Regions from separate parts of the Bicyclus anynana genome. Here region 1 is linked to region 2. A link is a contact called in public Hi-C data. All regions are on one chromosome and are shown on one strand. The core of a region is the stretch at or near the end of the contact, and the rest is flanking DNA. Distances in the headings are between cores, read along the strand shown.

Region 1 (2,700 bases), core at 51-2,550, 59 kb before region 2:
GGCGGATCGGGATCGGGGAAAAAATATAACGCCCCCGGGGCGGGGGTAGTTTGATACGTTAAGGCGAGGTCTCGAACACTGACACTAGCACAAGATCAAAATGTTGTTCTTTATTTAAATATATCCAACTGGTTAGATTCGGCTAGCCGACGCCCTGCGGTTTCACCGTGTAGTTCCCGTTCCCGTGAGAATACAGGGATAAAATATATCCTATGACACTCACAAATAACTCACTAACTCACTCACACTAACGTGGCTTTCTAGTGGTAAAAGAATTTTCAAAATCGGTTCAGTAGATTTAGAGATTACTCTCTACAACACCAGAAACTTTATTTCTTTACAATAATAATTCATAATTCATTTATTCATTTGAAAAAATACCGACCGAATTGAGAACCTCCTCCTTTTTGAAGTCGGTTAAAAATGCAAGGTTTACAGTTTGTTCTTTTATATATTCGTATAGATGATTAGCGGATGCCCGTGACTTCGTCCATGTAATATTTAGCTTCTTAAATCCCACAAGAAGCATGTCTTTTTCGGGATAAAAGTAGCCAATATGTTGATCAATCAGTCAGACTGATGAATAAAAATTTTCCCTTAAGGTTCTCAGCCTGAAGTTGGCAAGTTGATGGTGTTTCATCAACCTATATTGGAGCAGCGTGGTGGGTCTAACCTCCATATAAGGAGGGAGGCCTGACCCTGTAGTGGGCCGTTAAATAGGCTTATATTGATGAGTATGTCAGGAAGACCTACGTGTAGCCTCACCTTAACAGACGCCTAATGTCATTTGCCGCAGGCCTCAGCCGTGTAGGCGCGTTTAGGAGATATCGTGTGACGGGATCATTAGGACTAAGGGCCCGCGCACACTGGCGCGATTTTTGAATGTTTGTTTTAATAAAGTAGATACCTCCGGCTCTGTGGCTATCTAAGTTATGAGGCCCAGGGTTTGAACCAGGATATCAGACCTACATAAAAAAAATATTTTAACAAGTTATATTAGTTTTTATATTATTATTATATTATAAGAGAAATCTCAATAGCAGCCTGAAGTTGAAAAATTGGATTGTTTGTACCAGAGCACGAAAAGTCTCTCAGTAGTGATAATAATAAGGATGTACTATAGCCAAAAACAGTCAGAACTTACACAGAAACTCAAAAATTCTATGTAATCTATTCCTTATTAACTTAACAAAGACATCATTCTAAAGCTACGTATCACCGCCTCTCAGGTGCGCTCCGCCTCGCCATCGATCCGACAGGTGAGTGGCTCCCCATTGGTCGGGCGCTGCCGTGGCACAGGTGAGCTTGCCTTCCACCAATCAGCGCGCAGTACACACACATAGATAGCACCTTCAGGTAATACAGGTGTAGGAGGAGTGATATCTGCGGGTACATGTAAGTAACTATGTAGTAGCTTAACCCACTCAGTCTGTTAGTTACCAGCCGTGTCCCAGTTATTATTCGCCGTAAAAATATAATCTAGGTATATCAGCATCTTTTAATACCAGTGACAGGGTTTTTAAGGCATTTTCCCCTTCAATTGCTCGGGAAATACTGTGTTAGGAATAGGTCGACAACAGTCTTGCGGTTGGGGATCGAACCACCACCTCTCGGTGATGAGTTCAGCCCTATAACACTGAGCTATTGAGGCCTTATACGTAAAAATTGTTCGTAATGAGTTCTTAGGACAGGCGGTACCTAATTTTTGCATCTGTGGCACTTATACGAGAAAGGCTTTGGAACTTAGGCCAACATCATTTCTATAAACACCACTATTTTAAGTTAATGATAACCAGAACCGACAGCTTAAATCGTACCTACTTACCTACTTTCCTCTCTGAGGCACCAGCGACTGCCTAACTTTGGGCTGCTGCTGATAAGTAGGTACTCGGAAGAGATAAAAGCTCATTATTTTGTAGCCCAAGACTATAACCCGTGAACTCAACATCCATAATCAGGCTAACCACTGGACCAATGTATCAGTCAGGTACCGTGACTGAGTGAGCAAGTATATAATTTTACGAACTCATTACTAAAATCAAATTGAAACGTTCTCTCCACGGTACGCGGTTATTTAAATCATCGACATCGCACGTCGCCGCGCACTGCATTTTAAATCCTACGTAAATCGTAATAAGATATAAAACGCTGTGAGACTCAAATAGAACTAGTTTATTACATTTACAGAGTAAATTCAATATATTCAGATCCGGCGCTCTTCGTGGAATCATTAAATCTCGCCCGATATACTTGATGTGCTACATCTAGTAATCTTAGGTAGTGCTGCAACTCACCTATTACCTACTGTGAATAGTGTATTCGATAACGTAAAGCACGGCAGCCAACGCGAATGAAGCTAGGCTGGGCGATAGATATCCTCGTCGATCACCCACATGCAAAGATTTTATGATAGACATATGTCACTAGCGCGTCAAAACTGAGGCGAACAAAAGCTGCTAATTGTATTAATTTCAATGAGTCGTAAACAACGAAAGTTATTTATATAAATTATACCTAAATATTGTACAGAATATCGAGTTGTGTGTTCAGGAACTTTAAAAACTGTATCTATATAAATATTATAATGCGATGATTTTTAGGCACATAACATATCTAGGTATAGTATAAAATATCGTTGTCCACAGGTCATCCGAAGAGAAAGCAAGCAGGCCAACGCCAATAGCGAACCCTCATCGATAT
Region 2 (2,700 bases), core at 129-2,628:
CGCATATCATGGAAGTGTAGTCAACGAACGTGCCAAGCTATAATCGGGTATACTCCGACAATAAATGCGTGAGCAATACGATTTCTTTAAAGGTAACTTTTGAAGACAAAAGCTTTCGAATAAAGTTTTTTGCAACATTGATGCCAATATTCTCTTTTACCAATTTGAACGATGATAAACATACAATAGCTACTAATAGTAATATACCTATATAGGTACCCTCCAAGTATCAGTATAGCATACCTACGTATCAGTGAGTATAAAGACAGACACACACAGAGCGAGGTATGGCGAGCACGTGTGGCGCACAAAAAACGCCTTAATAACACGAGGTGCCGCGGGGGTCGTCGCTAGTGCTGCTCTGCTGGTACATTTCACTTGGTATCGATATTTATTAATACATATAAATAAAATTCAAGTATTCTAGCGCTTATAGTTATTTACACGATACTTGTACAAAATCAAGCTTTTATGATTTTTTTGGAAGTTGACCGATCATGGTATGACTTTTATACTGGAAGATAGAAGAGGTTATTGAGTAGTATATAGGCTATTTTTTATCTCAGTAAAGTCTATGGTTACCTAGGGATTTGTGAAAAACTGAATTTCACGCGTACGAAGTAGGAGGCGTCCGCTAGTTATTAATAAAAATAATTGTATACGTACAAGAAATAATTTAAAAAAAGTATTATTTATGTTAAGGATTTTTTTTTTCGTAGAGATTAAATAACATTGCAAGGGTCATTTTTATGCTATAATAATTTTTAAATATTAAAAACAATATTTTTACGTTTGCAATATGCAAATATTATTGACTCAAACATACAACATCAGATTGACTACGATTGTACGAATAGTATGTAAAAGTGAAGATATTGAACAAATCTGAACCATCTACAATTATATACCTACTCGTATGTGCTTTATTGCTCATAATATGATTATTGTCTATCTACTATCAAATATGTCATCATCCTCAAATAAAACGTTTTATTTGTATTTGATTGAATTAAGATTGTAAGACTGCATAATCATAAATCAATCAAAAATTTATAATTATTAAATTAATTAACGGCTCGCTTCTCACTAATACTGTTTAAGGAAATCTCACAATACTTCTTGCCTAAATTGTATGGTTTGATTTACAATTTAAATGTTTTATTTTCGTTGGTGAAAAATGCATATAGTTAGGCCTTCCTTACTAAAATAAAGCAGTATAATAAGGCATATTACTCTTTCAGTTGAGGGTGGGTATGTAAGAAATGCAATTTACATTTAGTAAGTATTTATTTATCGAGTATCGACGTTTAGTGTGCGGCGCAGCACTGCGCAGGGACGGGTTTAATTACACGGCTCGGGCGACAGGTTGTCGGGTGACGTCATGCTGCATGTGCGGCGGTGTGGCCGAGGTGTTTATCCCGCACCAGCATTGTTCACAGCTCACACAGCTATAGCTTCTGCTCTGATTACTGCAATATACACTGATATGAGACGTGATAGCCCAGTGGATATGACTTCTGTCTTCGAAGGGCGTATAGGTTTGAATCCAGTCCGGGGCATGCTCCATCTTTACAGTTATATACATTATAAATAATTAAATATCACGTATTTCACGGTGAAGGAAAAACTTCATGAGGAAATCTGCATAACTGAAAATTTTCTTCTTTGAAGTCTGTTAATCCGCATTGGGCCAGCGTCGTGTTAAACAGTGAGTCGAATATGGATTGTTTATGATGATAATGATAAACAGATATTGGATATTTCTTCATTAGGATCCTATTTTAACATCCCACACAAGGCCAAGCCTATACCTCTCTCTAGGAGGATGGATATGGAGCTTAGATCACCACGCTGTTAGAATCCAGGTTGGTGGGCCCTAATGATGTAAACCAGAAGTTAATAATTGCGACCGACAGTTTAACGACAGTACCGACCGACATTAACTAAATATCGACAGTTCTGGTGGTAGACATCGGCCTGGGCTAGTTAGCAGCCTACCGACAAAGACCACTAAGCAATTTAGTGGTCCGTTGTGATATCGCATTAAAACTATCAGAGTAAGCAAGTAAGCCGCTATCATCATCACTTACATCTGCCAAGGTTGCGGACAAGAGCGCTAACTTTATATAAAAAATATATATACGTTACGTTAACCCATATTCGGCTCACTGCTGAGCTCGAGTCTCCTCTCAGAATGAGAAGGGTTAGGCCAATAGTCCACCACGCTGGCCCAATGCGGATTGGCAGACTTCGCACACGCAGAGAATTAAGAAAATTCTCTGGTATGCAGGTTTCCTCACGATGTTTTCCTTCACCATTTGAGACACGTGATATTTCATTTTTAAAAAATATATATAATAATATGTAGATAATAGTTTATCATGCGACATCGTTTATGTTATTATGTTACCTTTCTTTATCAGTATGATTTAGCTAACGTAACAAGTTCGCCGCAGAACCGAAACTTTTATTAGACAGTTTATTTGTTCCCGAAGCTTCCATTCGTTTTTATTCTCTTTCTCATTTTAAATGGGGGTTCATAAAGCATACGTTTCACTGGGAGCCGCAGTTTGACAAACATACAGTTTCCACCTATACGACAAAACATAATTGATAAACACTATATCTAGTGACTTATTATAATATTATGGAGACAAGCTGTAATATAGATTTACAGTACAGGCGCCGATTTTTAGACAG

What was found. Hi-C and Micro-C count contacts between places; a contact is called where the count stands out from the background.
Region 1: a contact with region 2 is called in a Hi-C map of whole larva, with 1.7 times the contacts expected there. The contact joins two enhancer-like sites. A contact is called at or near these places in 2 of 2 Hi-C or Micro-C datasets (whole body and whole larva).

Annotation. Positions count from the first base shown.
Region 1 is chr12:596,566-599,265 of ilBicAnyn1.1, reverse strand. No RefSeq gene overlaps it. Among protein-coding and RNA genes, the nearest start is that of LOC128198563, 23 kb to the right of the region's middle. Within about 2 kb of position 1,300, at least 8 of the 8 cell types and tissues checked have open chromatin away from gene starts, as enhancers often do.
Region 2 is chr12:537,974-540,673 of ilBicAnyn1.1, reverse strand. No RefSeq gene overlaps it. Among protein-coding and RNA genes, the nearest start is that of LOC128198563, 35 kb to the left of the region's middle. Within about 2 kb of position 1,378, at least 8 of the 8 cell types and tissues checked have open chromatin away from gene starts, as enhancers often do.